6 separate regions of the Mus musculus genome follow, and all the other regions are linked to region 1. Evidence: chromatin contacts called from public Hi-C, HiChIP or PLAC-seq and promoter capture Hi-C data. All regions are on one chromosome and are shown on one strand. The core of a region is the stretch at or near the end of the contact, and the rest is flanking DNA. Distances in the headings are between cores, read along the strand shown.

Region 1 (4,953 bases), core at 1,772-4,271:
ATGCAGGGTTAGGGAGGCTCTGCACCCGGAGAACTGCTTCGTCAGGATCATGCAAATCACAGCACTGTATTTTCTCTACGTTTTCATAGCATCCACCTGTTCCTTGTTAAATGTCAGAAATGGGCCTGGAGCTTGGAGGAGGCCTCAGGTAGAGTTATTAGGTCCAGCCCGCCTCCCCTCAGTGGTTGATCAGGGTGCAAAGAGCTAGGAGTCTGCAGCGCCAAGGCCCTATCTATTTCTTTCTTCAGAAGAAAACCTGGTGCCTGAGGGACCGGTCTCTTTGAGCCAAGGGGGCATCGAAATGACTTGCATTTTGTAGAAATTCACAGAATGTAAACGTTTACATGGCCCATATCATTCCGTGAAATATGCCTGGCAGAAGAGATTTGCTCTGATATTGCCTATTTTTTTCTTAACACATTATATTTTATAAAACCTGCAACTCCTCCTAGGTGACATTAGATGGATGCTACACAAGAATGCACCGGGCAATACTAGGTTGGTTTGCTTACATTTGTTTTATTTTAGCTGTGTTCACCTCAATAAGTATTTGTTGAGGTCTCAACATGTGCTAAGAACCTACACTAAATTTGGGGTGGTCCAAAGGAGAACACAAAGAGGCCTATCAGTTCTCTTCTTACTTATTAAATATGTGTTTTCAATTGCTCATTGGATATGTGTATTTTTCTGTCACCGTAGTTTTCACTCCAGATAACCTCTCTACATTCTTTCCCTGACAGCATTCTTTGAGTGTTCCACCCAGAAACAACCACATTACTTCAGAGGACTGTCTTGTAAAAAAACATACTCCGTTCGGATGCTTTTGATCTGCCTTTCAGCAGATTACAATTCGGTGATGGATTTAACAGTATTGGGTCATCATATTTGCTTCAGGATGGCTTTCTCCATAGGTAGTGACCTCCTCCTCCTGTCACTGTCGGCATTAACGACTTGAGTTTGCCCATAATATTTTAGGGAATGCCATTTCCCGCAGTTGTCATGTGGTATATATCTGACTCTCTTTACTCACCCAGACATTAGCTGTGGCAGGCGACTCACCACTGCAACAGGTAACTGAATATCACACACACACACACACACACACACACACACACATACTTACTTTACATTTGTGTTGTAAAATGGTCAAGACTCTGCTTGTGGCCAGATTTCCTATCTCAAGTCTAGCAATTCATTTGAATAATCAGCAAAATAGTCCATCTCTTTTCAGGCTCTAAACTTGATTTACAAGATTGACGTTTCTTAAAACTCAAATAGAGTTGGGCTGCAAGTGTGCGGCCAGAGGGGCCTGAATCATACACACATGGGATAATGAAATATGCTTAGATTTTATTAGCAGGTAATTTATGCTCAGAATCTGGAAACAGTAATAGAATTAAATAAACAACTGGGAAAGAGAACCAAATAAGTCAAGAGGTAAAATTATTTGGCTAAACTTAGAATGCAAAACAACTCAATGCATTAAAAAAAATTGAACTTGGCCATTGATTTGTTGAAAGAGAAGAGAGAGAAAGAACCACATACTAGAACTATTTGGAGAGGGAAGACAACCAGAATATTTTAGCCATAATAACCATCATCAGGACAAAAGACTGGTGTGTGTGTGTGTGTGTGTGTGTGTGTGTTATTGTCAGGAATCTTAAGTGCATTTAGTTCAGAGTCTGTGCACACATAAGATCTTTCTTTCTTTCTTTCTTTCTTTCTTTACTTTTATTTTTTTAGACAGGGTTTCTCTGTGTAGCCCTGGCTGTCCTGGAACTCACTCTGTAGACCAGGCTGGCCTCGAACTCAGAAATCCACCTGCCTCTGCATCCCAAGTGCTGGCTGCGCCACCACTGCCCGGCAAGATCATTTTTCTTTTCTTTTCTTTTCTTTTTTTTTAAAAATGTACCTTGAAAGTTAAGTAGTTTAAAACTAGAGACAACTTCCTACTTCATGCAACAATTTCAAAATAAAAGGGATTGTCTCAAAAAGATGGGACAGAGAAAAAGAAGTTGTATCCAAGGATTAATTAGAAACTCAGTAACATTTTGCATGTCAGTATGCTACTATGTTGTTTGTTAAGTACTGCTTTTCTCTCACAGAACCAAAACAACCTTTTGATTCTCATATTTTTTAGAGGATTCTAGAAACAGAAAGTGCAGCAAACTGAGCCTGCAACTTCCATGATAATGCAGAGGAAGGTGGGAGAGGGAGGACAGTCACAATGCTAGGTCCTATGATGAACATTCCTAAGAGATTCTGGCTGATCGTTAAAGATTGGAAATATTTGTGTCCTGCTCTGTTCACCCTTATGGGTGTGGTACTCTTCTAAAGCAAGGAGTAGTTTGACTGAGTGTGTATTCCCAGAGCTGCTTAAGAGGCCTGACATTCAGGTGCTTGAAAACTGTGGAGAGATGAAACGATAAAAATGAGATCACTAGAACTCAAGGGAAATGAGTCTCTAGTTCACAAATTGATAACCCAGCAAAATAAAAGCAAATAGTACCTTTGACTAGAAATTATTCTTCAGTATGACTAGTCTGGATTAAGTCCAGGGGTATGTGCACGGCTAGAAAGAAAATATTAATTTATATCTATAGTAGTTATCAACCAAAATGAAATTCTGTGTCTGAGAGATAGAGGAGAAGGATGTCACAAGAGCTAGATAAAATCTCTTTTCTGCCTTCTAGTCTGTGGATGTTCAGGCAAGCAGCTCCAGGGAGACTACAACTCCCAGCATGCAGCATACAATTGTGGGCGGGCGTGAACGCCTTCATGACCTGAGCATACTTGGGAGTTGTAGTTTTCCCTCCGCAGCTCCAGAGATGTAACCTCGGCGTGGAGGTACTAAGAGACCCGGTGAACGGGGGGGGGGGGGGAAACGCGGCTTCCCTTTGAGCCGGAACAGGATGACTGCGGAAAATGAGGCAAGCAGTAAATCAGACCAATCAGCTGCCGAGATCGAGCCGTTGGCGTTCAAAATCAGCCAATGATAGGCCTGCTCCGGAGCTTCCTCTCCGCCTTCTCCGCTTTGCCTGCGAGTGCTCGGAGGGAAGCGGATCGGTAGTGGCCGGTGCAGAAACGTTGCTTAGGCGGACAGGAGGTAGAGGTTCGGGCGAGGGCGGGCGGAGCGGGATCTGTGGCCCGTGGCCGGCGCATCGATGCACAGAGGGATCCGGTCGAGGTCCATTGTGTTTTATATGGGGATCTGCGGGCAAGGAAGGAGGCCAGGCCGGGTGGAGCTCGGCGGAAGCGGGATGGCGGCCGGCCTGGATCAAGGGGGACTCGCGCAGGCGCAGGCCGTGGCCGGCCTCTGTTGCTCCGGTTAGGAACTCAGACTTAGCGTTTTGTTCTACAGATGACCGGTTCGAACGAATTCAAGCTGAACCAGCCACCCGAGGATGGCATCTCCTCGGTTAAGTTCAGCCCCAACACATCCCAGTTCCTCCTGGTCTCCTCCTGGGATACGTCTGTGCGCCTCTACGATGTGCCCGCCAATTCCATGAGGCTCAAGTACCAGCACACTGGTGCTGTCCTGGACTGCGCCTTCTACGTAGGTGGATTCAGTTTCTGCTCCTGTCCCCTTAATACTGAGATGTCCTAGGCCTTGCCAGTAGCATCTCATACACGGTTCGAGAATTCTGATAGTTCATAACTACTCGGGAATTCTTCCCTTTAGCCTGGCATCAAGCCTACTACAATGGTTTGTGTTCTTATTTCTTCTCTCGTGGCAATTTCAATCTCCATTTGTAAATTCAGACTTGAGTAAACTTTCTGGACATAGATAATTGAAGTTAGCAGCAAGACTGATTTTTAGCTATCCTTTGAAAAGTAATGAATGTTGTCTAATTTAGCCTTAACTCCTGGTGTCCACCTTGTATTTGCTTCCTTGTGGAGATCACTAACTTGCATTTTTGTTTGCTTCTTAGTTTCTGTCACACTGGACATAACACTTGGCTGTAGAAATAGCAATGTTGAAAATGCTTGCTAAAGCTTTGTAACTTTGAATTGGCTCCAAATGTAAGAGTGGGGTGGGAGGATGTGGTGGCCACAACTTTAATCCCAGAGGCAGAGGCAGGAAGAGCTCTTGAGTTTTGAGGCCAACCAGGGCTACATAGTGTCTTCCAAAAAAAAAAAAAAAAAAGTAAGAAAGAAAAAAAATCAAACCCAAATTTTGCTTTGTAGGATCCAACGCATGCCTGGAGTGGTGGATTAGATCATCAACTGAAAATGCACGATTTGAACACTGATCAAGGTATTAATATAGCTACATTTTACCAGTTTTTCTTTACTAGTGTATTTGTGTAGAAATGCTTATTTAAGAAGAGTAGGTGTTTTCAGTACTTATGTGAAGGCGGAACACGGCTTTGATAATAGACTTTTAAAATTGGATTAAGTTACCACAAATGGAACCTGAATTTTGCAGTAAAGCCCCTTCTGAGCACTGTCTTTTTTTTTTTTTTTTTTAAGATTTATTTATTTAATTTATAAGAGTACACTATAGCTATCTTCAGACACATAACAAGAGAGCATTGGATCTCATTACAGATAGATGGTTGTGAGCCACCATGTGGTTGCTGGGAATTGAACTCAGGACCTCTGGAAGAGCAAACAGCCAGTGCTCTTAACTGCTGAGCCATCTCTCCAGCCCCTGAGCACTGTCTTAAGTGTCTAGTGGAAGCATCATTTAAGCATTTGACTGTCACTATTAGAAGTCTTAAGCAGCGGACTGGACTCAGGGTCCGGTTTGTCAGGATTTCTTTGGACAGTTTGATATTTTAGGTTGGTCTTTTCACAGGCTAAAAAAAAAAGTACATTTTAAAAATGGAGCACGGTAGCCCCGTCATATTTATCTTAGTGATGCCTTTGCGTTCTTAGCAGGAGAATGTATTTCAGTTGGCTGTGTAAAAACATTTCTTAAGAGGTTTATGATTTCACTGTGGCAGGATT
Region 2 (4,953 bases), core at 1,265-3,764, 2.0 Mb before region 1:
AGGGAGAGATGCATAGATAGATAGATAGATAGATAGATAGATAGATAGATAGATAGGTAGATAGATAGATAGATAGATAGATAGATAGATAGATAGATAGATACATGGTAGACAGAGAGATGATATCCCTTGTAGGCCAATAATTCTTTCAATATTGCCCCTGTATTCATTGAAATGATCTGATAGCCCTCATTTTAAAGCTGGCTGTCATGGTGTTTGTGTCTTGGAGGCTCACAAGCCAAATTGGACTCTATTTTCACCCAAATCCTTATCAATTCTTCTCTTGCAAGCCATGCCTTCAAAAAGAAAGGTCTTTATCTGCTAAAATGATATCTTAGAGGAAGCAATGCAGTCACTGAAAACAGCAGGCCTTGTTTTATGCCTATCAGTAAATAAACAAGGAATTATAGGAAGCTAAGTGTTACGTTAAGGCTTTGTAAATGTTTGGTCTAATTTAATCCTTTTCTCTGCCACAATAACAGGGGGAAGGAGTTTGTATTAGTGCAGGTTCTATCTCTCTGACAGAACACTATGATCAAGGCAACTTAGGAAAGACAAAGTTTATCTAGACTTACAGTTCTGGAGGGATAAGCATCAATCAAGGCAGGGAATTATGGCAACAGGCAAGATGGAGGAACACATGAGAACTACATTTCAAACCACAAGCAGAAAGCAGAGAAAACAAACTTGAGATGGTCTATCTAAGCCTTTAAACTCTCAAAATCTGTCCCCAGTGACACACTTCCTCCATCCAGGCCAGACCTCCTGAACCTACGAAACAACCGACAACTGAAAAATCAAATGCTCTAATGCTCAGGATGGTGAGGGACGTCTCACTGAAGCCAGCACAGAGGCTGAAAGGAGTTAAAGATGCTTCTCAGAGTCACAATGAGTGACCTAAAGCCCTCAGTAACACCGACCTTCCATGAGCCCCTTGAAGATGCAGGAGAAGAGGGACATTCATGTAGATTTTTACATATGCAAGCACTGAGCAGGACTATCAGCAGGGTTCCAAGAGTCATCATGCTATGCAGTTTCAGTAACTAAAAATACAGATGAAATCTACATATATAGTAAAGAATATCAAAAGAACAACTTACCAACATTTGTTTCATTTCATCATTTTTTAAGATTTCCTTTCATTTCAACTATGTGTTTATGTGAGGGTATGTTCTTGTGTAGGAGCAGGAGCACTAGAGTCTAGAAGGGTGTGAACCCTGGGAGTTGGAATTACAGGTGGTTGTGAGCTGTCTCACTCTGGTGCTGGAGAACACACTTAAGTCCTCTTAACTGCAGCCTTTGACTTTGCTGGGAATATTTGCGTAGCCAATTGACTCAAGGTTCATGTTGACATTTATGGAACGACAGTGGTTTTTTTATATACATCTTATATGTTTTAATATAAATCTTATATATAAATATTGTAATATAATCTATATATAAACATAGTATGTATTTATATTATGTATGTATATTTTATAATACTACATATTATAATATATAATTTCTATAATGTATTGTGCTATATATCATATAATATACATATCATAAAATATATTTCTATATTATATGTTTATTCAACACATACTTTTGTATATTTTAATAAACATTATATATGTATATATATATGAAAAGGAACTTCAATTTATAATAAACGAAGAATACTTATAACTCAGAAGTGAAAAGACAAAGTGAGCTAAAATATCCCAATAGGGTATTTTTAAAAATAATTACAAATGGCTAAATTGCTGCTAAAAGACACTCAACATCTTTACTCACTGAGTCTTCCTCACCTCACTTGTGTGTTGGCCAGATTTCCAAATCTGAAACAAGCACCCGAGATACTCAGTCTCTAAAGGACAATATCTCGGAGCTTCTAGTCCATGCCTGGTTTGCCCCATTGTTCTTGAACCTATACCATGGTGACGATGCACAGCAAGATGGCAAAACCTTTCACTTCATGGGCCACAAAAAATAAGGAGGAAAAGACCAGGGTCCAACAATTCCCTTCAACAGCACCTCCCACCCCAACCTGGGCGCTTCTCCTAGTGATCTAAAAACCTCCCAATGGGCCCTTCTTCCTAAAGTAGGGAAAATCACGTTTTTTAATACATGGTCCTTTGGGAGCGAGTTATGCAAACCCTATTAGCCAGGATAGTTATCACATAATAAAAAGAGAACAAACATTAGTGAGCATTAGTGAGTAGACAGTCACTGTGTCTTCTCATGCAGGACCCTTCTACAACAAACAGTGGCTGGCAATGGTAGTTGCCCTAAATTAACATATCAAAGGCAGAAAAGCAAACTGGGAGTTTTATTGTTTTGTTTTCACGATTTCCAGCAATCTTTCTCCCAAAAGGAAGAAAGCAGATGCGACTGGTAGCAGAACCCCTCTTCCATGCTTAGCTCCAACCCACACTCCATGGGATTCACTTGAGTTTCGGAACTTTGGAGAGGGAGGAACCTAGAAGTCCTAGTTCCTGGAGAGACGACGGACTATTGGAAGGAGGAACCTGGGATTTCACGGAACCCAACTGCTGGCGCGGACGCGACTACCCGGACTTTGGAACGGAAGAGCTGCTCGTGTCGCTTCCTGCCTGCCGGTGGGGAGGGCCGGGGTGCCGCCGCGATGTTACCCTACACCGTAAACTTCAAGGTGTCAGCGCGCACCCTCACCGGGGCTCTCAACGCGCACAACAAGGCGGCGGTGGACTGGTGAGGGCAGTGCTTCCGGCCTCGGCCGCAGTTCGCGAGGGGACGGGGAAGAACACTGGGCTTCCGGTTTTCCTCGCCTAGACCGCGGCCAGCGTCCCACAGCTCGCAGATTTGCTTTTAGTTGAGACATTTGTGTTGTCCTATAAGTCGCAAATGCCTGGAGCCGGCAGGTCCTCGGTGCAGACAGTTTCAGTCCTGGGTTCTTTCTCCGCATCTCATTCCTTTACTGTCCCCATTTCCTCTTCCCCAGCCTGCACCCGGGAGGGCTTCTCTCCTTGTCTCCTTTTCTCTTCCTGGTCCTGACTCTTTCTTACTCTTTCAGACTCCTCTTTTTCACTTAGATGCATTCAACAATGCCCCAAACTGTGTCCTGTCACTTACCTACTCCCACTTTTATCTTTACTGGTTCCCGTGAAGCACGGCCTCCACAGCCAGTTCTCTTTCCACAGTGAAATAACACCCAGGTTCTGAGAACTAACCATGTGAGGCAAATCCTATTACTGTTGTGCTAGGAATGTTGCTGCGGAGGCTGAGACCTCTCATGTACTTTTTTATCTGATTGAAAGGACTAAGACTAGTCACTCATCCTAGGGGCATTGTGGATTCTATGTTGTTATAAAAAATAAATGTTATTAAATGCTGAATAAGACAGCATGTGTTCATACAAAACCAGCCCAGATTGGTTTTGCACATCAGAGCTCTTTGTAGATATCTTTTAGAACTGTTGATCTGAGTGAAAATGAGTCTCAATAAATATTTGTAAACTTAGCTGGGGGTGTTTTGTAAATGGAACAATATCACAAGCCTTTCACTTTAAGAAGTACTACTAATAATGGCACATGTGAACTAGATTTGTTTATGATAGGCAAAGTTGAGTCGCTTTGTTTTATATTTTAACACTTGTTTCGCCAGGGGCTGGCAAGGTTTAATTGCATATGGATGCCATTCACTGGTGGTAGTGATCGATTCCAATACTGCCCAAACTCTACAAGTTCTAGAAAAACATAAAGCTGATATTGTTAAGGTAAGTTAAGTCACACATCAGCCCCATAACCTCAAGTTTAATACGTCATCAGGTTCTCATTAAGTCATAGATATAAATACAATTATCTAGGGTTGCCTAGCATTTACATACCCATGACTTAATGTCAATCCAGAATACATTGTTAAGTGCTAGTTCTGGGGCACTTTGAAAAGGTGAGTGGAAATACCAGTTCTGTCATTTACCATAGCACCCCCTCATCCATTAGTTTTGAACACTGACTACCATGTGCTAAGAAAATATAAAGTGTAACTGTCTTTGTGGGTGTGAGTCACACTGTGGTTTTGATTTGTGATTTCATGGCGAATATAATCTGTGATTTCATGAACATCTTTTCATAGACTTGCTGGTTATTTGTGTGTCTTTGTAAAAGCCCTGTGACCGTTTGTATATGCTCGGCCCAGGGAGTGGCACTATTAGAAGGTGTGGCCCTGTTGGAGTAGGTGTGTCACTGTGGATGTGGGCTTTAAGACCCTCATTCTAGCTGCTTGGAAGTCAGTGTTTTACTAGCAGCTTTCAAATGAAAATGTAGAACTCTCATCTCCTCCTGCACCATGCCTGCCTGGACTCTGCCATGCTCCAGCCTTGATGATAATGGACTGAACCTCAGAACCTGTGAGCCAGCCCCAATTAAATGTTGTCCTTATAAGAGCTGCCTTGGTCATGGTGTCTGTTCACATTAGTAATTAAGTAACTAAGAAAAATGCCTACTCTGATTCTTGGCCCACTTTGAAATGTGTTGCCTTGTTACTATTAAATCGTGACCTGAATGAGCCCCTTATCAGACGCATAACCTGCAGATATTTTCTCTTATTATTTGGTCTTCTTTTCATTTCTTTTGACAGTGCCTTTTCAAGAACAAATGGTTTTAATTTTGATATAATTTATTCTTTATTTTACTTTTCCATTTATTTGTGCTATATCCAAGGAATCACTGGTTTCTCCAACATCAAGCAATTTACAAGTTTATTTTTAGCTTTTTATTTCAGTCCTTGATAAATTTTAAGTTAATTTTTGTATTTGGTATGAAGTTGAGGGAAACTATATCATAGGACATATTCACTTATGTCCTATGGTCTTGATAAACTTACTTATTAGAACTAGTAATTTTGGGCTGGATTTTTAGACATAGATATAACCATGACATCTGCTAACCAGAGCAATTTAATTCAGTAATTTCCACTTGCTTATTTTTG
Region 3 (4,953 bases), core at 912-3,411, 1.4 Mb after region 1:
TGTAGTGTTTTTTACTTCCTATTTTGGGGATCAGACCCATTGCCTTTTGATTGTTAGATTTGTGTGCTATTACTGAATTATACTTCCTCCCGAGTTCCTGCTCTGATAGGACTGAACGGGGGAAACACTTGTCTTTGTAAAGACTGTAGAGAAGGGTGCAGTGGCCTATGCCTGTAGTCCTGTCAGTTGGGTGACTGAGGTGAAATTGCCTCAAGTTTGAGGTCATCCTTTAGTATACAGTGAGTTCTAGACTTGGGCTACATTGAGAGGCCCTATCAATCAAAATAAAATAAATTACAGAAATAAAAGGAGATGGTGAGTATACCCAGTTTGAATACTACAAATTACATTAAATCATTTTTAGGCATTTTGTTTACTTGAACATAATTAGAAATAGTAAACTCTTTACCCGATAGACAATTGTGATTTAAGCATTACTACTTATAAGTGCTCTTAAGGTTTGTGCTTCAGGAAGATGTTATGTTGTCTCATGCTAACTCTACTACAGTTTGGTCCTAGGGACTTCTAGGGCACTGTTCTTCACAAGGATGTTTTGAAATCTTTATGTTTAAAGTGGATTAGGGTTGGCATTTATAGTTGAACTGTGTGGCAAGCAATGTATTGACCCAAAATGCAAACTAAAATTTTTGTAAGAAAACATTCTTTGTGTGTGTGTGTGTGTGTGTGTGTGTGTGTGTGTGTGTGTGTGTGTGTGACAGGGTTTCTCTGTGTAGCCCTGGCTGTTCTGGAACTAGTTATGTGGACTAGGCTAGGTCTAAATGTGTGTGCCACCACTGCCTGGTGACATTCTTCTTTAGTAACATGAGAGTTACAGTTGGTTGTTCATGCATGGCAAAAGGCTAGCCATGGGGCAAGCTTCACTCCCAGCTTAAATGTAGTCGGCTTTTATTTATAGTTTGAGTTGAAAAGTTTTGTTGTTATTACTTAGGCGCTCATTAAGCTCTTAGGCTCACTGGATCCTCCTGTCTGAGAGACCTAAGAACTAGTACTATGCAGTCCACAACATCATGCATGCGCTCTTATGAACCCTATCCTGAAAAGTTTGTATGTACATGTTGGGGTTTGGGGCCAGAGTTAGATTTGTGGAAAAGATCCATGACTTTTCAGAGTTTGAAAAATTGTAAAGCTGACTTCATTCATGTCTCACAGATGTGATTTAAAAGGATTTTTGGGAAGATTGGTGTCATGTACTTACTGTCTTTTGTGCTTCTCATATTGCCTAGAGCACACACCACAGATATCCTGTGAGTGTGAAAATTAAATGATCAATTTTAAGATTGGTTTCTTTAATAAAGAGGGGACTGTTGTGTTATACCAGGTATAAAGAGTACTTTTATCTCGATTCCTAATTTAACATGGCAATTAAAATGCCTTTCAAACGCACACTAAGAATATTTTTAGCTAATTTTAGCATTTACTTGGAAGAATGTTTTTTTCTGATACAACTTAGGAAACACAGAAAAAGTTGGTAATTTGTTTTACTGTACTTATTAAAAGCTAGTGTGTATTATCTCCCCCTCAAGGCTGTTTATTATCCATGCTGCTCAGTAAGTACTTTCTTTACTTAACATTAATTTGTGTGATGGTTAATAACATAGTTAAATGGGAATAGAAGGTTTATGGCTTTGAAAATGGTATTTATTTTATATTCCTATTCTAATTGTTTTATTTTAGCATATTTAAAATTGTATAAGGTTTCTTTTTAACAACTATCACTGCCCTGCCTGTGTAGTGTCCCCCCCCACCCCCCCAGTAGACCATGTTGTATGGAGATCTGTCTGCTTCTGTTTCCCAAGCGCTGGGATTAAAGGTATACACTATCCACTTTCTTTAGAGACATTGTTTCTCTAGCATAGGCTAGCCTGAAAATCATTGTTGTAGTCCAGACTTTTCATAAGCATCCTGCCCTCTTGCTTTTATCTCCTAAGCAGAGGGCTGCAATGACAGTTGTGAATCAGTACACATAGACTCTTCATGAACAATTTGTAACATATATGAGGAAGTCTTAGGAGATTCTGAAATCAAAATGCTGTCAATTTTTACTTAAAATGAAAATTATTTTAGACCTACACGGCACAGTAGAAAGCTCTGTGTTTGTTCTGCTTTAAAAATGCAGGTAAAGGGGGCTGGAGAGATGACTCAGCAGTTAAGAGCACTGACCGCTGTTCCAGTGGTCCTGAGTTTAATTCTCAGCAAAGACAGGGTGACTCACAACAATCTGTAATGGGACCTGATGCCCTCTTCTGGTCTGTCTGAAGACAGCTACAGTGTTCTCCTCTACATAATATAAATAAATAATTCTTTTTATTTAAAAAAAAAAAAAAAGCAAGCAGCAGGTAAAGGGCAGAAACAGGCAAATACCAATTGAAAGCTCATGTACGTCTCTTTGGGTTTTGCGATCAGGGTCAGTACAGAACAATAAAGGTTCATTTCTTCTGTGAAGTCTAGTTTCTCAAACTAGGTTGTCCTCATTAATTTTAATCCACTTACTGTTAGAGCTTGCCATAGAATGGAGCCTAGCCATGATGTGAGAGGTAAGTACCAAACTAGGCAGTTCTAGTCTGGAAATTTTGAAATTGTAGAGAAATACTAATTTTCCTTATTTTCTTTAGGTGATGTAAATGATATCCCAGGATCCAGGAAGGACAAAGAAATGTTTGAAAGAATTTAATGTGGTCACTTCATCTGTATATACCTTTTGAAACAAAATAAGTTCTTTTCTATGTTGGTGCTTGTTTTAGGTGTTGTGGAAGGTGACTTAGCAGCCATAGAAGCATACAAGTCATCGGGAGGAGACATTGCACGCCAGCTTACTGCAGATGAAGTACGCTTGCTGAACCGTCCTTCTGCTTTTGATGTTGGCTACACTCTGGTACATCTGGCCATACGCTTTCAGAGGCAGGACATGTTAGCGATATTGCTTACAGAGGTAAGTATGGTGATTTGGTTATTGAATTTAGGGGTAAATAAATGTTTTACCACTGAACTGTCACCAGCTTTAATGTTCTTATATGAAGAAATAGGTTCTTTAGTTTTTTTCATTATTATTGTTTTTGTGGTTACACTGTGGGTTGAGTATAGGGCCTTGTATATTCTAGTGTTTTATCACTGAGCTATGTCCCCAGCCCTAATTTTTATTTTTAATGTAACAGTGTTTTCTCAAACTATTCTTAAATGTTTTAAACATTTTTACTTGGTTTTAAAAACCATTTTACATTTAAGAGATTTTAATAGTTTTGTATGAATCTTTTGCTTGCTTGTATGTATATGTGTGGACAATATGAGTGCAGTGATTTCAAAGGCCGGAAGATGTTGTTAGATCCCTTTGGAACTAGAGTTATAGTTGGTTGCAAGATGTTATGTAGGTGCCACAAACTAAACTCATATCCTCTGCAAGAGCAGCCAGTGTTCTTAACTACAGAGCCACCTCTCATGCTAGCTCCTTTCATAGTATTTTAAAGGAGACTCCTTCCCTGGTATGTTTTTTTTGTCGTTGTTTGATTTTTGCTTCTTAAAAGATAGGGTCTCATGTAACTCAAGTGAGCTTTGTAGGTAGCCAAGAATAGCCTTAAACTTCTGATCCTTCTCTGTTCCATCTCCCAAGTGCTTAGATTATAGACTGTCTTACCAATGTACCCTCTTCCCGTTTTGTGATGAGATATTACTGTGCTGCTTAGGCTGGCCTTGATCTTCCAGGGTCAAGTGATCCACCATGCATACAACATCTTGCTTTGAAATGCATATACATACAGTTTCCTGAGTTGATGAAGTTGCTCATTACACCATTGTCCCTAGCAATATAGCCTTTTGAAGCGGGACTTTTCTCCACAATATTTGAGTCATTAGATTTTATTAAAACACATGGAGACTTATCTTTTATTTGTTCATTCAACTAAGAAATATTTATTCAGTACTTCTGCTATGTGCCAAGCTTTGTGGCTGAGGAGGATATAATTGTAAGTATGCCAACTCTTCCTTTATTGAGTTTCTAGAAAAGTGGAGACATGAAAGGTAATTCTTATTGAGTACTTAGGAAAGAACTTGGGAGGTGTTTTCCCTTAATGCTTAGAGCAAATCCTATTTCAGCAAGTTTCTCTCTCTTCTTGCTCCTGCTCCTCCTCCTGCCTTTCCTCCTTCCCCTTCACAGAATCTCATATATCTCATATGTCAAAACACAGACTAGTTTTCCACTTGTTATGAAACTGAGGATAACTTTGAACTTCTAACCCTTTCCTTTACCTTCTGAGCACTGGAATTATAGGTGTGTCACTGCCACACCTGTTTTATGTCATGTTAGGGATGAACCTTGTGCATACAGGGTACCTGAACCCCATTTCATTAGATTTCTTGAGGAGGAATAGAAGTTAGCATGTGAGGTAAGCTTGGGGAGAAATTGAGTTAATTAGACTATGACGGTAAAAGGGATCCTATTCCTGAGTATATGACTTTATTTTTCAGATAGGAGACTTTAGTTTTCATAATGAGATGGGTTCCGTTTTTGTCACTGTACATTTTCTGGGTATACTTTATAGAAATATATAAGTTGATATTCAAATGTGCCAGTGTCCAGGATACTGTATGGAGATTTAAAAATATGCAAGGTAGATGAAAACTCAATTTTTTTGGCTAGCCATTACATTTAATTTTCAAGATCCCAGTAACATCAGGGGAAAAGGTTGGGTAGACTGAGGGAAGGGATTCAGAAAGAGTGGATGCTGTGATGAAAACAGTAGGCAGGCTGCTGAGTATTAGATATGTGTTATGAAAAGGGATCATTGTGAGTAGAGGGATCAGATTTTTGAAACGTGGGCTAGAATACAGTATCTTTGTGGTGTCCTAAATGTGACTGTATTGGTGTTGTAATATCCACTAGAATTGTTGCATTGCAGAGGATGTCATTGTAATTGGTATAGTTGACAATGGTGGCATGTG
Region 4 (4,953 bases), core at 877-3,376, 1.3 Mb after region 1:
TGGTAATATGCTTATAATCCCAGCACTCGGGATATAGAAGAAGAAAGGTCAGAAGTTCAGCTATATGGAAAAGTGGAGGATGGCCAGAATATGTGAGACACTGAGTCAAAACAAAGAAAAAAGAACCTGGGGAGGTAGCTCAGTGGGTAGGAACACTTGCTGTGCAGCTATGAGGACCTGAGATCAAATCCCCCAGAGCCATGTAAAAAAACACTCACTCATATACACCTGTAACCCCAGCTCTGAGGATGGGGAGGCAGAGACAGGAGGATCATGGGGTTTGCTGGCTACTAGCCTAGCCCAAAAGTTCCACATTCAATGAGAGACCTAATATCTAGGAGATTAGGTGGAGAGTGACAGAGTAAGATGCCTAATGTCTCCCTCTGGCCTCTCTCTGTGTATACACCTGTACACTCATGCACTTTTTAAAATGTAATGCAATTTTCCTTAAATAGCTGCCTGGCTAGTGGCTACAACACTAGGCAGCCAAGGATGCTTTGCGCTTGTCTCTTAGGGAGACCAGAGATGCTGGCATGCATCATGATGTACCCAATGTCCCAAAGCTGCTGAAAAATCCAGGAGGATGCCTCCTGCCTCCTCTACAGCTGCTCTCAATCAAGATGGGCTCAGTGAAAGCTAGCCTGGGAAAGGGTAGTCTGCCCTAGATAGACATAAACAAAGAGCAGAAACATTCAAATGTTCTGGAAGCCCCACAGGGCTTGGCAGCCAGTTTAGGAAGTGCGGCTGTCCTTGCCCAACCTGAGATGCCCTTCACAGTGTCCTGGCACGTCCAGTGTATGCGGGCAAGAGCCAGACACGGGCAAAGGTACCACACCTGGGGCAGCAGCAACCTCTGGGACCCTCCTGACCAGCACAGTCGCTCTCTCCCCCACCAGCCCAGCTTGGCTGGGGAAGGCCACCTGCAGTGGGGGGTGACGGCCATCTCAGCAGTTAACCCAGATTCCCCCTGCACATTCCCTCAGCCTGCCCACACAGATACCCAGGTGGAGGAGCAGATTAATCCAGCTCTGTATCCGGGGGCTGGCACTCATATCTTCATCTACCAGGGAGAGTGGGCTGAGTTATGGGCAAGGCTGATGACATCCAAGCCCTCAGGAGCAGAGGTGGGTGGAAGAGAGTCCTGGCACCTCTTTCAAACCATCTGCTCCCAACCAAACCACGTGAGTACAGCAGAGTGTTCCAGGCACCCTGAGACCAGGCAGGAGCAGTGTCCAGCCCACTCCTTACCCCACTCGCCCCTTTACTTCCCCACCCCTTCCTGCTCTCTTCCTTTCTTCCCCTTCTCTTTTGTTCAGGTAAGTTTTTAATCGAGGTATAATGAGCACAGAAGAGGACACAAATCATGAACATACAGAATCCTCCCGGTCACCTCGGCTAGGTAACTGGCCTGAAGATCAAGAACTAGGACACAGGGGTGGAGAGAGTTCAGCAGTAAAGAGCACTAGTTCGTTCAGAGAACTCCAGCACTCACATGGTGATTCATAACCATCTGATGCCCTCATCTGACCTCCCTGGGCACTAGGCACACATGTGGTGCATATATATATACATATGCTGAACATTCATAAACATAAAAATAAATAAACGATAAAGGAAGGAAATACACTGGGCTTGAGAAGTCCCCTTCCTGTCCCTTCCTGGCCGTTAACTGAATCTTAGGATTACCATTGCCGTGACAAAACATGATGACCAGAAGCAGCGTGGGGAAGAAAGGGTTTATTTCAGAGTCTGTTCCACATCACAGTCCATCATCAAAGGAAGTCAGGGCAGGAAACTGAAAGAAAAACAAAAGTTAGCAATGGAAAAATACTGCTTACTGGCTTGCTCTCCATGGCTTGTTCAGCCTGCTTTCTTATACTACCCAGGAGTACTTGCTAGATTAGCACCACCCACAATGGGCTGTGTCCTTTTTTGTAGAAGTTCTGTCAGACTGAAGAAGTCAATTTACTATAAACCTACCCCTAGTTTTAAAATTATTTATTTTTAGACCATTATTTTACATTGATTGATTGATTGATTGATATATGTAGGGATGTGTTGTCCACACTACATGTAGTCAGTGCCCTCACAGGTTAGAATAGGGTGTCAGATCCCCTGGACTGGAGTTGTAGCTGACTGTAAGCTGTCACGTGGGTGCTGAGACTCAAGCCTGGGTTCTCTGTTAGAGCAGCCAGTATTCTTAAACAATGAGCTGTTTCTCCAGGCCCCAAATTGTTATTTGTTTAATAATTTATTTTTATTATTATTTTGTGTACAGTGATGTTTTAAACATGTGTGTATGTGTGAGAGTGTCAGATCCCCTGGAACTAGAGTTATAGAAAGTTAAGTTGCCATGTGGGTACTGGGAATTGAACCTGGGTCCTCTGGAGGAATAGCTAGTGCTCTTGACTGCTGAGCCATCACTTCGGCGTCAGTTGTTGATATGCTGTTATTTAATTTTATTTGTATGCGTGTTTTGCCTGTACACATGTCTGTTTACCATGTGCATGCCTCATGTCCTCAAAACTCAGAAGAGGGAATCAGATTGCCTGGGGCTGGAGTTACAAACAGTTGTGAGCTTCCATATGGGTACTTGAAATTGAACCTGGAAGAGCAGCCAGTGCTCCTAACCACTGAACCATCTGAGGTGGTTTGAATGGCCCTCATAGGCTCATATATTTGAATGCTTAGTCACCAGAGAGTGGCACTATTTGAAATGATTAGAAGGCCTAGGAGGTGTGGCCTTATTGGAGAAAGTATGTCACATTTTTTGAGGTTTCAAAAGCCCATATCAGGTCCAGTCTCTCAGCTACTTCTCCAACATCATGTCTGCCTCCGTGCTCCCCATCATGATGATAATGGACTAACATCTGAAACTTCAGGAAAGCCCACAATTAAATGCTTTCTATTATAAAAGTTTCCTTAGTCATTACGTCACTTCACAGCAATAGAACAATGACTAAGAAGCCATTTCTCTATCCCATATTTTATTTTGCTTTATGTACATCTTTCTGAGTGTATTCCACACGTGTACAGGTACCCATAAAGGCCAGAGAGGGTGTCTGGTCCCCCGGAGCTGGAGTTGCAGGTAGTTGTGAGTTGCCCATCATGGGTGCTGAGACCCAGACTCGGGTCCTCTCCAAGAGCAGATGACCATTGTGTCATCTGTCTGGGCCCCCATTTTTTTTTTTCTTAAACTGAAAGGTTTGTTTGTTTGTTTGTTTTTTGAGACAGGGTTTCTCTGTGTAGCCCTGGCTGTCCTGGAACTCACTCTGTAAACCAGGCTGGCCTCCAACTCAGAAATCCGCCTGCCTCTGCGTCCTGAGTGCTGGGATTAAAGGCGTGCGCCGCCACGCCTGGTGAAAGGTTTCTTTTGCATTGTGCTTGGAGTGGAGTACAGAAAATACGCTTGTAAAGGTCTGAGTGCATCTGAGTGCTCTTGCTTGTTGGCCTTGTTTCCTGTTTTGCTGACATAAGGTCCTGAGAATCCTGGCCTGGAAGTTACAGATGGTTTATGGTGTAAGAAAGCTTGCCAAGCAAGCCTGATGACGTGAGTGTGGTGCCAGCGCTGCAAGAGAAGAGCTCTTCACCCAGCCTGCTTCAGAGCACCCTGGGGAGTTGTAGCCAATCCCTCCACACTGAGTCTCCCTCTTGAGAACTCTTCATCTGATTGATCTAGGCCAGCTGGGCCCTGGTATTTTTTTAGTGCTCACTAGGGGGTCTTGGTGAGCAGGTGAGGTTGAGATGATCAGTCTGTTTTCATAGACTTAAGGACATGGCAGTGAGAGGGCTGGGCCTCTGAGTGCCTCCTTTGCTGCCTCTGCCTTACATGGGAGGATGAGAGCCGAGAAAGCCTATGGGCTGACGATAACTGGATTCATTCAGCCCTGATGACCTCACTTGTCATTCTGGTTAGAAAGTACAGCCTGGCACAGAGCCAGTACCTCAGCCCTCACAACAAGTCAGGCTAGTGGCAAGAATCCAGGCCTGGGTGACCATAGCCTCAGCCACACTCGGCATACCCACTGTCTACCAGACTCTCTGTGGCTGTCTTTCAAGCACCTCACAGGTGTTATTAGGCATGCTACGTGGTGACAATTGTTTGGTCCAGTTGGTCCACACAGGATAAAGTGAGCCAGACTGGAAGCATTCGGAGTTGCCTGACTGTGAAGTCTGTGGGTATCTCATTAGTTCTTTCTGTTCCTTCTGTTTCAGGGAAGGAGGCCATCAATACCGAAGCCAGCTAACTGGGGCCCTTCTGTAGGCAAAGCCATATTCCTTTAGCCTCAGCGTCTCTGGAAACCCAAATGTCACCTGGTAATTGGTAGAGAAAATATTTCCCAGGTCGCTTACCCATCATGGTCTGGCTTCTGCAGCTTCACCTCTGGACACCTGCATATTCATCAGGAAATGTCTGCTATTAAAGGCATGTTTGCTGTTTCACACCCATGTGTTCCTCTCTGAAGGGCAGACCGATGCTTGCTCCGCTCCAGAAATGAGCGAGCTTCAGTCACATGGCTGAGCGCACACCCTCCTGATTCGCAGGGGGATACATTGTTCTAAAAGGTCTCAATCTCGCTTCCTACTAGCAGGCTCTCTGTCCAGGCTCCAGCACCGTGAACATTCATTCTTTCAAAGAAAATGTTTAAATATGCCAGCAGGAAGAGTATCTATCTCTCCTCACCCCACCTCCACCGCCAGCCACTCATAACCTTCCTCCTAGAAGTGCAACTCAGTTGGTCAAAAAACAAACAAACAAACAAACAAACAAGCCGCACTACCTTTTGAGTTTGAAAAACAAAAATGCCTCGGGCTCATTCAGTCAAATGCTTGCTGTGAAAATACAAGGACTTGAGTTAGAGCCATCCAAATCTATGTGGAAAAGCCAGGCGTGCTAAAAATAAACGCACAACCTCAGTCCTGGAGAGAGAGAAGCTGGCAATGGCCTTCCTC
Region 5 (4,953 bases), core at 677-3,176, 1.3 Mb after region 1:
ATTAACATTTGGGGGAGGGGTACTTAGCTAGACTATCAAGCATTAGCAAGGGCCTTCTGTTTTCTGTTCACTGTTAGCTGGACCTAAGCTGGCTAGAGACACCTTTGAAAAGTGAGCCATCGGATTTTATTTCCAGCAATTGCTAATTGATGTAGGAAGGCCCAGCTCTTTGTGGGTGGCACTTAGGCAGGTGGTCTTAAACTGGATAAGAAAACTAACTGAGCTGGAAAATTAGGTTCTCTCTCACAGGGAATAGTTCCAGGAGATGTGAACTGGGAGCTGTCAATGGAAAACTTCCCCAGCAGCCAGGCTAAATCAATCAGTCCTGCAAGAAGAGGTCTGGGTGGCCTTTCAAAGCACCCAGGGCAGGCATAAAACAGTGAGCTATATAGTTGTCCAAGAGACCAGCATCTCAGGCAGAGGAAAGGGACATATGTAAAGGCACTATGACCTGATGAACTTTCAGTGCTTCCAGAAAGCAAAAAGGCTACTGTTGTAGCTGTAGCCAAGTCTATCAGGGTAGCAGAAGCAGGAATGCAGGGGGAGGGCATGTCGGCGTAGGATTTGGAGGCTGGCCAGGTATAATTGACACCTTATATCTAAACATTACCATGATCATTTCACTGACTGTGTTGAGGATATATTTGCAGGTCAACAGCCTCACTTCATTACCTCGACATTTTGGACTGGTTAATTCTGTTATGAGGCCTTTCCTGAGTTTACCTCCTTCCCCTGGGGTTGGCATTGGAAAATATCTCCTAGCAATGTCAAGCATCCCTTAAGGGCAAAATTGCCACCAACTGGGACTCTGAGAAGTTGTCATAACCAGGAGAGAGAAAATGGTGTTTTGGGTCAGGGTGGCAGATGTGCTGGTAGTGAATCGTAGGACTCAGTATTTTTTTGAAGATCGTTTTAGCTGATCTGATGTAGGGAACAAGAGAAAAGAAGTTGTTAAGGCTAGCTGCAAAGGTTTTTTTTTTTTTTTTAAGATTTATTTATTTATTATATGCAAGTACACTGTAGCTGTCTTCAGACACTCCAGAAGAGGGCGCTAGGTCTCGTTATGGATGGTTGTGAGCCACCATGTGGTTTCGGGGATTTGAACTCAGGACCTTCAGAAGAGCAGTCAGTGCTCTTAACCTCTGAGCCATCTCTCCAGCCCCAGCTGCAAAGGTTTTGATTTGAGTAATTGTCATAAACAGTTTTATTTGCTGAACTTGGAAAAGAAGTGAGAAGTAGCTCTGTAGGGAAATCAGGAGCCCAGCTAGGAATACTGAAGTCTTAGCAAGCTGCAGAAGAAATAGTTCCCTTTTTTTTTTTCTTTCTAAATTTGATAGTTTATTCATTGCTACTTATTTGTTTTTGTCTTCTATGATTTTTGTCAAACTTGAAGGTTTTTGTTTTTGTTGTTTGTTGAAACAAGTCTATGTAGCATTCATTGGCTGGCCTCCGACATGCAACCCTTCTGCCCTTACACGACTTATATTTGAATTGTTTTTGAGTCCAGAATCCAATCGTTTTACCAGCTCCACTACTTCTGACCATAATTCCCCTGTCACTGCACCAGGTGGGGATTATTGTAAATCTCCTTCCCTTCCATTTCTCCTACGCATTAGTCTCAACCAGGCAGGCAAAGTGGTCTGTTCAAGTTGAAATTACATCATGCTGTTCCCAAGTCAAATCTCAACCTGTTCAATTGCTGGAATCATCTCCGGCCTTCCATCCTTCAACTTCATTTGCAGAAGGGACAAACTGGATTATAACAAGGCTGTACAGACAGGCCGGTGTCTGAGGAACACACAAAACTGAAGGTGCTGGTTCTCTTTGATCTGGAATCCTTTACTTCCCTGTCCTAGCTTCGAGTAGCTTGGAGGACTTCATTTCCCAGGATGCTCAGCGGCGGGGCGTCCGGAAGGCTGTGCACCCTCCGCGGGGCATGATGGGGGAGGTGGAGATTTCCATCATGGCGGCTTCCATTTCGGGCTACACCTTCAGCGCTGTGTGTTTCCACAGCGCCAACAGCAACGCCGACCACGTAGGTGCCGGGCCCCCTGCCGTGGCCGCTGGGGCCTTCGGCTTCCTCCTCAGGCCGGCGCCTGCGGCCAAGCGACGACCGCTGGAGGCTCGGCCTTCAATCCCCGGGACAAACCGATGAGCTGGTGACCCAGGCGGCTCCCGCCCCCTTCCAGCTCCTGCACCCCGCGGGCCCTTCTCTGGCGCTCTCGGCCTCGGGCGGGTCCTGGCACAGCTGTTCTCAGTCCAAAGGACCTAAAGCGCCCGGCCCCGCCAGTGTCAGGAGTCGCCTAGCCAAAACTGGGTGCCTACCCCTCGCTGAGAATCGCGCTTCCAGACTTGAGTGCCTTGGGTCGGGATGGAGTTCAAAGGTCTGGGTTGTAATCTAGGAGAGGATCCAAGTTCTGACCCCCGGCCACACGGGTCGTCGTGTCTGTCACCGTTCATACTTATCAGATGTGGCTGTTTGGATTTTTTTTTTTTTCACCCCAGTGGAAAATGGAGAATGTGAATAGGCTCGTTAGGTGCAGAGTCTTGTTTGCACTTCCTCAAAGTTGCCTGTTTAGTTCCTCAGCGAGTGTTCTAATCCCCGGAACTTGTCTTAAGAGGGAAGTGACAGGCCCACTTATGAGCGATCAGAAATGTACAGGCCATGGAGTCCATAGGACTCTTCGGTGTCTTTATTTTACGAATTGCCTTTCAATGCCGTTGACCTCTGGAAATTATTTGTGAAATAGGTGCTTTTACAGGACATTACTCTCCCACCAATTAGCGGTTTGTGTGTGTGTTGTTGTTATTGGTGAACGATTTAAATTCATTGAATAAGAGATGGGGCTTTTTGTGGTTGTCATTATAAAAACAGTAGTTAGAAGGGAAACTGGATTTGGTTTGATGTCACTGATCTTCGATTCCATTAATAAAGACTGATTCTGAGAGGCGATTCCATGAGTATACTGAGTGGAATGAATTTACTGTTCTTTTCATCTCTGCAGTGTTGATGGCAGAGATTACTGATAGGAATATATTCAGCATTGTTCTGCTTTTTTTCCTAAAGCCAGCTCTGACCTACTAGCCTTCAGTATTGCAGCTAGCTCTTAATACTGTAAGTGGTTGTAAAGTTCCTAGCGTCCATGGACTGCAGTTACGAGTTCAGGGTGCTTATTTATTCTGTTTTAGAGAGTACCTAGGAATGTCATAGTTTGTGTATAAGACAAGATTATTATAAAGATAAGAAACTTGGACAGTATTTCTAGAAACTGCCATAGTTCCGTTTCTTCACTTGTTATTTATTCTTTGTTGTCTTGAGATAGTGTCAAGGCTGGCCCTGAACTCCTGATCACCCCCAATCCTAAGTGTGGGGATTTCAAGGGGAAGCCATTAAACCCAGCTCTAGCTTTCTAGCTATTTAATAGCAATTTCCTTAATATTTATCTCCTACTTGGCATGAGGGAAGAAATTTTATACAAGGCCAATAGTTTGAATTGTGTTTTATATGATTATACATTTTTATATTAACCTTACCACAGTTATGGGTGTGGAATACTTAAAAGTAATGTCAGGCGGGGCGTGGTGGCACACGCCTTTAATCCCAGCATTTGGGAGGCAGAGGCAGGTGGATTTATGAGTTCGAGGCCAGCCTGGTCTACAGAGTGAGTTCCAGGACAGTCAGGGCTACACAGAGAAATCCTGTCTCGAAAAACCAAAAAAAAAAAAAAAAAAAAAAAAAAAGTCAGTTTTAAAGTTGAAGAACCAAGAATTTACTTTTTAAAAGATGTGTTTGTTTGGTCTAGGAAAATTAATCTAAAGCTAAACTTATTCTGTGGAGCTAAAGTTAGCAAACATTTTTGAAAACATTTTTGAGATTATAACTACATCATTTCTTCCTTTTTCTCCCTCCAGACTCCCTTTCCCCCACACACTTATACTCCTTCTTGCTTTCTTTCAAATACATGGTCTCTTTTTTTTTTATTAATCACTATTATATGCTTATATGTATGCATATATATTCCTAAATATAACCTGCTTAGCCTGAAAAATGTTCCTCATCTGTAAGGTTCAGGACTGTGCCTTTGTTTTGGATAACCAATTGGTGTGCTCTTCCCTGGGGAAGACTCTCTCCCACTCTCGACACTCCTTAGATGCCTGGAGTTCTTTTGGTAGGGTTGAGGCCCTGTGGGCTTTTGCCTGACCACTCTGGCCTGTCTATGGGTGTCGTCCTGTTCAGCTCATATTTAGGCAGACATGTTTATGAGACTTTATGAGCATAGCTTCTGACAATCTCACAACAAACATCATGATCCTATGGCTTTTACAGTCTTTCTGCCCTCTCTTCTACTTATGTTCCCTGAGCCTTTGGTATGGGAGAGTTTTGTAAATGTATTCATTGGAACTGCGCTCCACAACTCTGCATTTGGTTATGGTTTCCTGTAATATTTCCATTTGTTGCAAAGAGATGTTTCCTTGCTGAGGAGTGAGGAGTACACGTATCTGTGAGTATAAAGACAAATGTTTAGATTGTTGTTAGGGGTCATGCTGGTTCAGTAAAGTGATGCTTGTAGCTTCTCCAAGGTCCCTGACTTCACTAGCACAAAGGAGTTGGTTAGGTATCTGGTATCAGCCATGGTTTTCTTCTTATTGAGCAGATCTTAAGTCCAACCAGAGAGCCGATGGTTATTCCTAAGTTATGTGTGCCACTACTGCAGCCTCGGAGTTAGTGTGATACGCAGGTCATTGCTGTGGTTCACAAGTGTTACAGCTGGGTAGAACTGTCAGCTGCCTCCTTCCTTTGGAAGCTTGAACGATGCCTTCTGGTACTATAAAAGCTAGTCCTCGGGGCTGGTGGGTGGATTTAGATCAGTTCCAGCTTGGGGCTCTGGGGTCCGTTTTCTGGAGTGCATGGAGTGTCTTCAGCAATAGGGACTTCTACCTCTTGGAGGCAAC
Region 6 (4,953 bases), core at 1,138-3,637, 1.0 Mb before region 1:
CCTCTTCTGGCCACCACAGATAACTGTATTCATGTGCACAAACCCACATGGACACACAACTTCAAACAAATAGAAAACTCCCAGGAGCCAGATTTCAACACGGAAAGTTCTTCCCCACTGTCCCCAACCACACACAAGAGGTGTGCCTGTAGATGAGGCACCTCCATTAGGTTATAGGTGGATCAATAGCTAAAGGAGGGGAGACCAAGGAAGGAAAAGAAAAGAGGATCTCTGAAGCTGGCTGCACTCTTCTCTAGTTCATCTATCTGCTTAACAGAACATACAAGTGAAACTTTCAAATTCAAGCCAGCAAAAGAATCACGGCTTCTTTTTTGTTAGTCTTTTTTGTTGTTGTTATTTTCGAGACAGGGTTTCTCTGTGTAGCCCTGGCTGTCCTGGAACTCACTTTGTAGACCAGGCTGGCCTTGAACTCAGAAATCTGCCTGCCTCTGCCTCCGGAGTGCTGGGATTAAAGGCGTGTGCCACCACGCCCAGCTAGTTTGTTTGTTTGTTTGTTTTTGAGACAGGGTTTCTGTGTGTAGCTGTAGATGCACAGGAACAGACAGTTGCAGACCAGGCTGGCCTTGAACTCAGAGACCTGCCTCTGCCCCTCCCCCACCCCCCAGTGCTGAGATTAAAGGGTGTGTACCACCACTGCCCAGCTCATGGAAGAGGCTTCTTAAAACAGACTGTACAACTCCTTCCTGACTTCTAGAAATCTTCGAAGAACCCTAAAGCATACACTGTACCAAGTGGTAAGTGCACAGTATTGTTGCTAAAACGGAAAAGGCTCTGGGCCTGTGCACTAGTAAATGGGAATTATGGAACAACAATAATTGGCTTCTATAAAAGTAACCCAGTGAGTATAAGCTGCAATAACAGATTTAAAATCATGAATTACCTTCATTAAACAGAGTGTTAGCTTCTTCCAGGACCTCTGTTAGTTTGTCACCAGCATTCAGTATGTCTTCCCGGTTTTCTATTTAAAAGAATACAAGCTTAGGGAACTGGGCACATCCTTCACTAATAAGTAGCAACTTACAGTTCCTTCCACTCCTACAGCCTGGGTAATGATTAGAGTGGCTTTATCTCTTTAACAGAAAAAGGCTTTATCTTTTACAGAAAGAGACAATGTTACTACTGTTCCAAGCAAATTGAACGTCTGTGTGTGCAGAAGGCCTGGGGTCAACCTTTGATGTCCTTCCCTCAGCGCACCATCACCTTTGCCTTTTGAGACAGGGTATCTATCTATCTATCTATCTATCTATCTATCTATCTATCTATAGAACTATCTATCTATCTATCTATCTATAGAACTAGCCAAGAAGGCTAGGTGAGCTGGCCAAAGAGACCCAGGGTCTCTGCTTCCCCTCGGCTGAGGATACAAGTTTACAGAACTACTTTTAGGAGACACTTTAGAGGGTTCTGGGGAATCTAATTAAGGTCGCAAGAGAAGCATCTGCCCATCTCCCCAGCCCTCAAAACTTGAACTCTTGACAGGAAACACTTGCTCCCCAAATGTGCAAAGGGATGACTCTTCGGCTTCCCAATACAAGGGCTCGATTAAGAAAGGATTGTCAACTTCTCAAGCAACAGGCTCATCTGGAGAGCCACACAACAAACGCTTGGGCCTGTACAGCATTTCTGATTCAGTGTATCCGAGCTGGGCAGGGAAATGTGCATTTTAGCAATCCCAAGGGACTCCATAGCTCAGGCGCCCACGAGGAGCAAGCTAGATTGAACAAAAATCTGGTGGTGTGTGCTTGTCTTCCCTACTGGCTAGCTGAGCTCAAGTCACCACCAGGTCTGGTCTCCCGCTTTTCCAGCCGGCCACACAGCACCTGCGCGGCCGCCGCCAAGGTCGCGTAGGCTGCACTTCGTAAACAAGCGAAAGCGCGCTGCCGCGAGCCTGCGCAGACCGGCCAGCGCCTGCACCTCCACCGCCCTCCCCAGCCATGGAACGCCACCGGCCCGCGCAGCCACAAAGCGCCACCTTACGTTGGACAGAGTTGATGAGAGCGCGGTACTGATGGCGGATCTGGCGGCACAGGCCCTGGTCGTACTCGGCCTCCAAGCAGGCCGGGTCCATCAGCTCGTCCCCAGAATCAGACAGATCGGAGTCCTCCAAGCTCGGACGCTCCGCTGCCTCCCTGCGCTCCGGCGCGGCGCCGCGGCGGGCCAGCGGGGACCGCGAGCGGGACCGGGAGCGGGTGCGATCCCGGTGCGGGTCGCGGCCCCGGCCCCGGCCCTCAGACCGGCGGCCGCTGCTGTCGCCAGACATCGCGCCAATTCGCCTTGCAACTTCGGAGCGGCGGAAGTTCGCGCCAGAAACTGAAACCCCCGGCTGGGCTCGAGCGCCGGCTCCAGGAGCAACGCAGCTCCCCGGCTGGCGCGTGAGCACACAGCGACACCTGTGGCCCGGAGGTCGCGGCGGCGTTGGCTGTGTCTGTGCCTCGCATTGGTTCTTAGTTACTCCACCCTGCAAGCAAGAGTCTTAGGACTTTAGATCTCTGATCCTAATGCCCACCCCACTTAGTCATGCATCTTCCCATTGTCTCTTTGGCTCCTCTGGCCTTGGGGAGGATACAACAAACAAAACAGGGTTCCTTGACTGTACCATAGTAAACTGTTAAGCCTCCTTCTAAATATCTGCACCACCACACGGCAGGTTCACAGCTGATTCTCTAACAACAGATACCCTATAACAGGTCTGAGGAAGATAATTATATGCAATGTGGTTTCAAAGATACATGTATACATATCATTCCATGTAATTGTGTGTGTGTGCACTGTACATAGATACGCATGCACAAGTGTGCATCTGCGGGTACAAACGGCAGGTTGGCTTCAGGGGTCTTCCTCTTTCAGTTCCACATTTTTTAGATTTGTTGTGTGTGTATATACATCCTTTATTTGCGTGCACACTGTGGACGAAATGTATGCAGTGCCCTCAGATGTCAAAATAGGACGTGCACACCTCCTCTGGAACCGGAGTTAAGAAGGGTTTGTGAGCTGCCCTGTGGATAACGGCGATGGAACCCTACTCCTATGAGAACTAGTGCTCTTAACCTCTAAACCATCTCTCCAGCCCACTCTCCACGTTCTTTACCATAAGGCATCTCTAGCTGAACCTGGAACTCGTCTTTTTGACAGGACTTAAATAGCCAGCAAGATCTAGGCATTTTCCTGTCTTCACTTCCAACGCACTAGGATTATGGATCCACACTGCCGTGTACAAGTTTGGTTGTTGTTTTTTGTTTGTTTGTTTTTTGAGACAAGGTTTCTCTGTGTAGCCCTGGCTGTCCTGGAACTCACTTTGTAGACCAGGCTGTCCTCAAACTCAGAAATCTGCCTGCCTCTGCCTCCCAAGTGCTGGGATTAAAGGCATGTGCCACCACCGCCCGCCCATGTACCAGTTTTTATGCCACCTTAGGAATCCTGAGGTAATCTACCCTCTGACACACACACTTCTCCTTCTTCCATCCCTCCCTCTCACATAGGATTTCATGTAACCCAGGCTGGCCTCAAACTGACCCTGTAGCTGAAGCTAATATTGAGTTCCTGATCCTCGTGAATCTAACTACCTCACAAAGGCTGAGAGGATTTTGAGACCAAGATCCAAAGCCTAGTGAGCTCACTGCTACTGAGATATCATTGCTTCTAGAGCCTCCAAAGAAAAAAGAACTAGGAAGCTATGCATAGACACCCTTACACGTATATAAGTGCATCTCTTCATATTTTATGTTGCTGGGTTAATTTAAAACACTAATTTGCATTGACATCACAGAAGAGTGTGTGGGGAAGAAGGGGTGAATGTGATTGATGAAATACTATTCTCTGTATTAATGTAGACTACTGAGAAGAAATGGTTCAGCAGTTAAGAGCACTTACTGCTCTTACAGAGGACCTGGCATCAGTCCTCCGTATCCACATAGTGGCTCCCAGCTGTCTAGAACAACAGTTCTAGAAGATTCGACACCCTCTTTGGACTCCTGCACATACGTGATGCATGTAGCATCACCAGGCATACATGCGCACACATAGCAAATCTCTTTAACAAATAAAACGCAAGCTTATAGCAGTGTCCGATGTCCGATCAGAGTCCGATGTTGAAGTCCAGGGGGCTTTTCTCCACTCTGTGGTGATGAGTTTATATTTATTTACATGATTAACTTTGATAAGGGATGCCCAGAACGCTGGCAAAAATGTTATTTGTAGGTGAATCTGGGGTGGTTTTCAGATTCCTTGAGAAGCTCTGCCCTCAGAAACCTGGCTGGGCACCATCCGATTCACGATGGTCTAATCAAATGGAAGAAAAGGGCAGAGACAAAAAGAACCTTCTATCTTTCTCTTTCAGCAAGGGCATCTATTTCTGCCCTCAGACACTGGACTCCTGGTTCTAGGTTGCAGACCAGTACTGCCCTGTCTTCCTTATCACCCATTCTCATACCCTGGACCTTGGACTAGGAGGCACCCCACCAGCAGCCCTGCTCCATCAGCTCTCAGACCCAGATCACACTCACTCTCCAGACCACATGTTGGTCGAGGGGTTTCTTGGCTTCCCTGACTGCGTGAGGCCAGGCAGATAACAAAACTCCTCATTCATGTCTATGTAAGTAGTGTTGGTTCTGTGTCTCTAGAGAGCTCTGACTGATACATTCTGGTTTTATATTTATAAATTCCTCCTCAGCAGTGAGAAGTCTGGTTTCTAATATCATCAGTGCACTTCCTTGTTCACCTAATCCTCCCATCCGTAGCAATCCCTGCTATGTGAGGCTCTTAGCTTCTCATCCTTCTCCCCATCTTGTGGCCACCTTTTTTTTTTTTTTTTTTTTTTACATCTCTAACACCTGATACATCCCAGTGATCCCATCTCCTTCCCCATAGTACCACTTAAGCCACCACTGTGAAAGCATTTAACATTGTACTGTTTACCTTGTACCAAGGACAATT

The links. Promoter capture Hi-C pulls out the DNA fragments that hold promoters and counts their contacts. A called contact is a pair of places that touch in the nucleus more often than the background predicts. HiChIP or PLAC-seq counts read pairs in DNA pulled down with a chosen protein or histone mark. Capture Hi-C pulls out chosen DNA fragments and counts their contacts.
Region 2: a contact with region 1 is called in a promoter capture Hi-C map of adipose tissue, with 2.8 times the contacts expected there. The contact joins the promoter of Wdr11 here to the promoter of Bub3 in region 1. A contact is called at or near these places in 2 of 39 promoter capture datasets (both in liver) and 1 of 9 other capture datasets (adipose tissue).
Region 3: a promoter capture Hi-C map of stem cell-derived epiblast-like cells shows a contact between it and region 1, with 3 times the contacts expected there. The contact joins the enhancer-like site here to the promoter of Bub3 in region 1. A contact is called at or near these places in 2 of 39 promoter capture datasets (liver and stem cell-derived epiblast-like cells), 1 of 115 datasets of contacts at active chromatin or transcription factors (embryonic stem cells) and 2 of 9 other capture datasets (adipose tissue and liver).
Region 4: an H3K4me3 HiChIP or PLAC-seq map of pro-B cells shows a contact between it and region 1, with 6 times the contacts expected there. The contact joins the enhancer-like site here to the promoter of Bub3 in region 1. A contact is called at or near these places in 3 of 39 promoter capture datasets (liver, pre-B cells and stem cell-derived epiblast-like cells) and 3 of 115 datasets of contacts at active chromatin or transcription factors (embryonic stem cells, large pre-B cells and pro-B cells).
Region 5: a promoter capture Hi-C map of pre-B cells shows a contact between it and region 1, with 5 times the contacts expected there. The contact joins the promoter of Abraxas2 here to the promoter of Bub3 in region 1. A contact is called at or near these places in 8 of 39 promoter capture datasets (the C10 cell line, the HPC-7 cell line, embryonic stem cells and 4 more), 4 of 484 Hi-C or Micro-C datasets (B cells, CD8 T cells and embryonic stem cells), 6 of 115 datasets of contacts at active chromatin or transcription factors (astrocytes, embryonic forebrain, embryonic stem cells and 2 more) and 3 of 9 other capture datasets (adipose tissue, liver and pancreatic islet).
Region 6: a contact with region 1 is called in a Hi-C map of CD8 T cells, with 5 times the contacts expected there. The contact joins the promoter of Nsmce4a here to the promoter of Bub3 in region 1. A contact is called at or near these places in 3 of 39 promoter capture datasets (liver, neutrophils and pre-B cells) and 3 of 484 Hi-C or Micro-C datasets (CD4 T cells, CD8 T cells and the G1E-ER4 cell line).

What each region holds. Positions count from the first base shown.
Region 1 is chr7:131,557,349-131,562,301 of GRCm38.p6, forward strand. Bub3 (BUB3 mitotic checkpoint protein) reads left to right here and starts at 3,022. Exons shown (of 8, transcript NM_009774.4): 1 at 3,022-3,106; 2 at 3,362-3,556; 3 at 4,189-4,258. The coding sequence starts at 3,362. Hmx2 (H6 homeobox 2) reads left to right here. Exons shown (of 2, transcript NM_145998.4): 2 at 1-666.
Region 2 is chr7:129,589,349-129,594,301 of GRCm38.p6, forward strand. Wdr11 (WD repeat domain 11) reads left to right here and starts at 2,515. Exons shown (of 29, transcript NM_172255.3): 1 at 2,515-2,715; 2 at 3,628-3,739. The coding sequence starts at 2,630.
Region 3 is chr7:132,963,745-132,968,697 of GRCm38.p6, forward strand. Zranb1 (zinc finger, RAN-binding domain containing 1) reads left to right here. Exons shown (of 10, transcript NM_207302.3): 3 at 2,763-2,950. Among named protein-coding and RNA genes, the nearest start is that of 1500002F19Rik, 32 kb to the left of the region's middle. Within about 2 kb of position 2,162, at least 4 of the 459 cell types and tissues checked have an H3K27ac peak or open chromatin away from gene starts, as enhancers often do. A contact at or near this core is called in stem cell-derived epiblast-like cells, where this site is marked.
Region 4 is chr7:132,891,460-132,896,412 of GRCm38.p6, forward strand. All of the region lies in intron 1 of 1500002F19Rik (a long non-coding RNA gene), which reads right to left. Among named protein-coding and RNA genes, the nearest start is that of Gm46003, 2.9 kb to the right of the region's middle. Within about 2 kb of position 2,127, at least 29 of the 459 cell types and tissues checked have an H3K27ac peak or open chromatin away from gene starts, as enhancers often do. A contact at or near this core is called in pro-B cells, where this site is marked.
Region 5 is chr7:132,857,299-132,862,251 of GRCm38.p6, forward strand. Abraxas2 (BRISC complex subunit) reads left to right here and starts at 1,927. Exons shown (of 9, transcript NM_198017.3): 1 at 1,927-2,035. The coding sequence starts at 1,937.
Region 6 is chr7:130,544,994-130,549,946 of GRCm38.p6, forward strand. It overlaps Nsmce4a (NSE4 homolog A, SMC5-SMC6 complex component), which reads right to left and starts at 2,388. Exons shown (of 11, transcript NM_001162855.1): 1 at 1,999-2,388; 2 at 902-979. The coding sequence starts at 2,281.